Linked DNA regions of Sus scrofa: region 2 is linked to region 1. The links are chromatin contacts, called in public HiChIP or PLAC-seq maps. All regions are on one chromosome and are shown on one strand. Each heading gives the region's core, a stretch centred on a gene start, on an enhancer-like site or on the middle of the called end of the contact. The rest is flanking DNA. Distances are from core to core; before and after follow the strand shown.

The links. HiChIP or PLAC-seq counts read pairs in DNA pulled down with a chosen protein or histone mark.
Region 2: a contact with region 1 is called in an H3K27ac HiChIP or PLAC-seq map of skeletal muscle. The contact joins the promoter of CD59 here to the promoter of HIPK3 in region 1. A contact is called at or near these places in 2 of 5 promoter capture datasets (fetal liver and fetal skeletal muscle), 2 of 47 Hi-C or Micro-C datasets (embryonic fibroblasts and heart right ventricle) and 1 of 2 datasets of contacts at active chromatin or transcription factors (skeletal muscle).

Annotation. Positions count from the first base shown.
Region 1 is chr2:27,684,353-27,687,674 of Sscrofa11.1, forward strand. HIPK3 (homeodomain-interacting protein kinase 3) reads right to left here and starts at 1,574. Exons shown (of 16, transcript XM_021083205.1): 1 at 965-1,574.
Region 2 is chr2:27,185,389-27,188,660 of Sscrofa11.1, forward strand. It overlaps CD59 (CD59 molecule (CD59 blood group)), which reads left to right and starts at 1,257. Exons shown (of 4, transcript NM_214170.1): 1 at 1,257-1,325.

The sequences.
Region 1 (3,322 bases), core at 324-2,823:
ACGTGTTGTGACTGCTCTGTTAACAGGTCCAAGGTAATTTACGCACACACCCTTTAGCGCAATTCCTCAAACCCAGATAAGACTGGGAAACAGCTTTGCCGAGAGCCACATACCATTTTAAAACAGCCTTCTCCCTCTCGACAGGAAAACAGACATAGCTCTCCTCCGAGGTCTTTCCGCGAGTTCTCCCAGCGCCGGGAAGGGAAGCGGACGGCCGCCACCGTAACGAGAGAAGCCGGCAACAGACCCGCCGCGCGGCCGCCACGCCTTCCTCCGGCCGCGGCGGGGGACGCGGAGCGACGGATCACATTTCTCCTCCCCAACAATCACACGCACTCACGTCCCCGGAGTGGACACCCTCCAAACCCGCCGCTCGGCGACGCCGGGGACTGGGCCACAAAGCCCGGGACGCAGCCATCGACCGCGGCGCTCAAGTTGCGTGCGTGCGTGTGTTTGTGTTCGTTCCCCTTAATGAAAGACAAGAGGTCTCCGTAGTGACGGCCCAGGCTACGGTGAGGGAAGAGGCCCCCAGTGGGACTAAACAAAACTTCGGTTGCTGGGAAGAGCCGTTGCGCAACCCTGGCAGGGGGCGGCGGGGGGCCGCCCGGCCTGGCCCAGCCCAAGCGCAGCTTCCCGGAGGCTGCGCCACCGCACGCAGGAACCACGCGCGGCCCCGCGTCCGCGGCCTCGCAGGGGGGGCGCCCGGGCCTCGAGGGAGACGCCTGGACCCGCCACCCCGCGAGGGCCGGGGCGGAAACGCGGAGCACGAGCACGCGGAGCACGAGCGCGCGGAGAACGCGGATGGGGTGCAGTTCGCGCGCCCGGTGCGGGCCGCTCAGGGGATGCCGGGCCCGGCGGGGGTCCGAGGAGAGGTCCGCTGGCCCCTTGACCGCACGCGCGGCCAATGAAGCCAGTTCCCCCGCCCCTAACCCAGGATGGGACGCCCCCCGCCCTGTTCCCTTACCTTCCTAGAGGCCTGCGCTCTCCCCTCGTCGGGCGGCCGCAGCCCTGAGCATGTCCGAGGTGGGTGCGGGGCCGTGCCGGGGACAGGGAGCCAGGCGCTTCAGCAGGCGGCACCACCCAGCCCGGGCTCAGCCCCTCTCCGCGGCCGCTGCCATCTTGTCCTGGCGGCTAAGAAGAAACGGCGAAACACCCTCCCCCGACCGCTGCTGCTGCTGCTCTGGCTGCTGAGCGCCGGGCCCGTCTCCCTCATCTTCTTTCCCAGGGAGATGGGGTGGGGATGGCTCGGCTGGGGCGAGGGGTGGTCAGAGGCCGGCCGGCCGGCCTCCGACTGCTGGGGCCTACGGGCGGCGCGGGGTGCGGGGCCCGCGGCGGTTGAGGCCCATTCCTGACGCCAGGCGAGGAGAAGGAAGACAGCTGGGAGCGGCGGCGACGGCGGGGCCCGCGGCTCGGTATCCTCAGGTCGCCGCGCTGCCGGCAGTCGTCACGGAGGCGGCTGCCGCCGGCCGCCCCAGTCTCGGGCCCCTCCTCTGCGCCCGCCGGCCTCGGTCGCCGCCTCCGCAGCGCCACCGCCCGCCCGGCCGCTCTGCGTGCGGAGCCCGGGCGGCCCAGCTCGGCTCGGGCCGCGGCGCCTCCGCGAAGCCCCTCCCAGGGGCCCGCCCGCCCGCAGCCGCGCCCTTGTAGCTTCGAGCCCGCCTGGCGGCCGGCGTGGGTCCGACCCGCAGCTCCCTCACGCCAGCGCGCCAGCAAAAGCAGCCTCCGCCAACGCCCCCTCTTCTGTTCTGAATCTCACTCTTGGGCCCGCTCCACCAAATATGTGTATTTTTTGAACGATCCTAACCACCAAAGAAAGGATGAAAATGCGGAAGCAGGATTTTACAGGCCTTTCGAAATCCCGTAATCATAGTTTCCCCCTTCTACCCCTTTAGGGTCTGTTTCTTGGCGGTTTTTTTCCTTTTTTTTTAAAGGTTTAATAATAAAGAAAGGGGAAATGTATACAGTGAACAATTCCAGTCGAAAATAAGTCCTACCCGCTCGCCCATCCCAAAGGGTCAACGGTTCGAACTCCAAACCCTCGTACATACATATGAAGTTCACTCACCTCTGCGTTGGTAATTCTCCATCAAGGTAGTCAGTCCCACTCCCAGAGACTAACTAGTTAGCTCCCTCCTGGAAACGAGGAAATCAACAGAATGGCCCATCTCAAACAACGGAATCATAGAACCATAGAATCTTAGGGATGAAAGAACCATAGAGATCCTCGGTCCAAAGTAGGGCGCGGAATCAAACTTCAGGTGACTTGTCCAAGGTTATATAGCCAAGCCCTGGTCTGCACTTCTTTTCCCTAGGAAACAACTGACCTTCTAAATATTTATCATTCATAGTTGATCTTTTTAAATATACCTTTTTTCTCTTCCTTTCTGTCCTGAATTAATGTTTAACGTTTTGGGAACACCTTTCTCTGAGGAATGGAAGTGCCCTCTCTTAGTTTCTTAGAAAATCTTCATTAGGCTTGCCTCTACTGCGCAGGTATTAGTCCCCAGACACTTTCTATAGCCGTAGAGGCAGGGCAAAAGGCGTGGCAAATTGCTGCGTATTTAATTCTACACCTTGACTCCGGGCTGCTTTGCAAGCTGGGAGAAGAGTATTTTGAAGGATGCCTTTAAGGGAAACGGATAGTATGCCTTGAAGCAGTTGGAAGTAGCATTTTCAAAAGAAGGTTGTTTTCAACTTAGGGAGGATAACCAGTTGTAAAGTTTGCCAAAACAGAAAAACAAAACTGTCTGTCTCTCAGAGAGATAGCAGCATGTTAGCCATTCCTTTTTACTTAGTATTTAGTTACTTCTGACTTGTTTAAAAAGCAATAGTTAAAAGAACCAAAAAAAGGATAAAAACATGACTCAAAGAAGAAAGTGACAATAATAGAAAAATCTGTAAGTGAAACAAGGAAAATATTCAACTAGAACTTCAAACCTTCAGAATTTTTGCAAAACATTTATCTGGGTCACCTCTAATGGGAAGCTTCCATTCTCATAAGGCACTGCTACATATATGCAGGAAGCTGAAAAGGGCGAAGGATTTTTTTTTTTTTAACTTTCTATCCTTGGCATTGGCACTATATATACCGCAAGTTCCAGGAGGAGATCCTGTACCAAAAAAAAAAAAAAAAATTTGTTTTTATCATTGTATTGTGAGTCCCCAACACACTGATTTATACTAAGTCCTTAGCAAATGTTGCTAGACAAACTAACACTATTAGTTCAAGTCTTTTTTTTTTCCCGTTTATACCTATTGTGTCCTAACTTAACCTCTTTACCATCAGTCTCTTCCCTCTCTAATTCATTATTGGGGGGGTACACCC
Region 2 (3,272 bases), core at 7-2,506, 500 kb before region 1:
AGGAACTGGATGCAAAACTAGGGGAGAGCGGCATCTCAGAATCCAAGAGTTTCAAGGAGGGAAGAGCTTTTAGGATGCATAGAAAATGCATGCGGAAGAGCTTTGTAAACAAGCTCTTGTATATACATGTATTAGCTGATTTAAGCAGACACACATTAAATATCAAAGCAGGTCCTTCTGATCTGAGACTCCTGTTTGTATAGAGAAAAACCAAGATTAAGACAGCACCAAATAAAGTTCCTTCCTTGACATCCCAAAGCCATCAGAGGATCATGGTAGAAGGCACATGGCATTTTCAGTTATGGGGTTTCCCTGCTTGAACCTTATCTCAAGAATTCCTCCCCTCCTCACTCTGCATAAGCAGCCCTGAGATCCATACTTTCTTACTCTGATCCTCAGAGAATCTCCTGGTCCTCACAGAGATCAGTCTCTTGGAGTAAGATTTGTAGGTGTGGGCTGTTTTCCCCCACTCTCTCTTCCAGGGCACTCCTCAAGCCGGTAATAAAGAGGGTGGTGACAAAGTGATACATGGAAACTTCAGATTACATGGTCACATAAAGACAATTCTAAATGGTGGCTCTGGTTCCAAACTGATGAATATAAGCTTTGAAAACCACAACAGAGTTTTATCTTGGTTCCAAAAAAGTACGGACGTGCCTGTGGCTGAAAAGTACGGGAGCCTATGAGCAGAAAGGAGACTTAGGCTGTAGCCAGGCTTTATAACACTACAGCCAGGCCAAGTGGGAGCTTGGCATGGGGCACACATATGGGTTTTATTTTTTATTTTTTTTATTTTTTTGGCCATGCCCAGGGCATGTGGAAGTTTCCAGGTCAGAATGGAACACACACCTCTGCAGTGACTCTACCTGCTGCAGTAACAACACAAGCTCCTTATTCTGCGGCGCCGCAAGAACACTCCCACAGAAACGTTTTGAAAAACATTGTCATATGAATTTTCCTCCTTTGTTTAAAAAAAATTCTAAGTCCTGGATTTTCCTAGTGTTTTTGTTTTCAATAACAAATCGGAGGAGGAACATCGAACTTCCCGTTTTCAGGGTTTTAACATAACGATCTAGTCCTGGCCACAAGTCTTATTTTGAACCGGAGCGGGGAGCCGAGTCACTGAGCCTGCGTTGGCTGGGCGGCCGGCTGGGTCCGGTGACCTTGGGCGGGCGCCTGCGGCGCGTGCGGCGGGGCCGGAGCCTGGGCAGGTGGGGCGGGCGGGAGGAGGCGGAGCCCGCCGGAGCCCCGGCGATAAAGACGCGCAGGCCGGGCCGCTCTCCCGACGGGGAGTAGCGCTGCAGCCGGACGCAGGGTGCAGTTAGGTAAGGCCGAGCGGCGCGCCCAGGCCGGCGCGGGGGGGACTGGGGCCGGGGCGAGCGCCCTCGGAGACCCGGGCCTGGGTGGGGAGGTTTCGGAGGGTCCGAGCGGGCGGTGCCCCCCACCTCCGCCGGCCTCCGCGCCCGGGGCGGCCGAGCTCCCGAGCCCTGCCGTTCGCCCGCGGCCCGCATCTTCCCCGCGCCGCAGACCCCTCGCGGGCTTTAAGCTCCGCGGCGTCCCTCGAGGACCACGAACGAGAAGGGGGCAGCGGGCTTTCGCTTTCCCAAACACCTCCGCGCCGCTGGCTGAGGAAAGCCAAGATTCCCTGGTCGGTAACCCGTTCCCGGGCAGGGCAGTATTTATTTCCAACTTTGAATCTGGAGGGGAGCGCTTGCAATTGAGGGAAAAGAAATCTCGCCTTGAAAGGAGGTTAAGGCCGCCCCTGGATGGTCATGGACTTTATTCTCTTCCCTGGACATCCCGATTTTGAATTTTCAAAAGCAGGGCGAGGTCGTAACTTAAAATGGTGAAGTCCAATTTTGGCTTTCTGGGGCCCGCTTGGGCCACACCCTTCGCAGAGTCTGAGGTTGACGTTCAGTAATTTTCTCCATGGATCCTGGAAATGTTCCATTTCTCTGACGCACATAGCTTCTCCCCCTCAGCCCAGAACCCACACAGACAAGAGTTGAGGTTTGCGACCAACCCTGGCAGTAGCTGTACGAATTCTGAAGCTCAGGGCTCCTCTGTGCCCTGGGAGCCCTTGTCTGTGGAATGGTGATCTGGCCTGGTTGCTGTCTTGGTGAAGGTTCTGGCCCAGCAGGCTCCCTCCGGTTTTCCTTTTGACCAGCGCTTTCCTTCCTTCCCGTGATGACCTCCTGTCCACTTTTGTTGGGACCAGCTGATATCTTGAAAAATCCTGTTCCTGGTGGATTTTTAAAAGTCATCAGGGGGCCCCAGCTGAGACCTGGCTGCCCGCCACTCTCCATTGCAGTAATTCTGTTTCATTCTAATTGTGATTTGAACACATCAGCCCATGCATTTTACACACCTGAGACATAGTGCACCCTCTATCAAGGTAGCTTGTGATAGATGTTTCTTGAAAAGGAGGAAGAGATCTCAGAAACAGGGCCGATAATCCAAAGATTACTTTGTGGATGGTTCTGAGACCCCACAGGAGAGAGAAATGGCTCTTTCCTACCACTTTGATCTGCTTATCCAGCTTCGTTTGTTGGTGATGATGGCTCTGGAATCCACCTGAAATCAATACAGTTTGAAGCATGGGGTGCTTGCAGACCAGTGAGGCAGTTCATGTGTCATGGGATAGTGGTCAAGGGCCTGGGCTTGGCCTCACACCAGGGTTTGTGTCTTGGCTCTGCTCTTTGCTGGCCGGGTAGTCCTGAGCCTTCTCCTTAACCTCATTTTATCAGTAAAATAACAGGCCTCACTTCTCAGGGTGTTTTAAGGATTAAATGGGGGTAGTTCTGATAAGTGGAGGACAGAGGTGGCTAGTAAGATTTCAGGTACCCACGTTCCCCATTGGGGGCAGCTGACTCCCAGTTCGCCACAGAAGGCACACAGAGGGAGGGGAGTTCCCGTGAACCAAACGTATGAAACTGTGGCTTCAAACAGAAAACCGTGTTGAGCCTTACTGTAAGGAAAACACCCCGTTATTCTGAGTTGCTTGTAAGATAAAAGTCCAAATAAAATGAATGTTAGGGGTAGGACAGCAGAGGTCTAATGGGATTCATCTCGGACAGCTGCCAGGTACAGGCTCTTGAAATGCATTGACACTTCTGGGCCAGCCCTGGGAGAACCTCACCCCAGACCGCCACAAACAGAACGTAGCCCAGAGGTGCTTGGGGTTTTCCAAAGCGCAAGACCTGTTTTTACCTACGCCCCGTATCTTTATGAAATATCCTTGCTATGAGGTTGGCTCTGCGTGAACCGTCTCA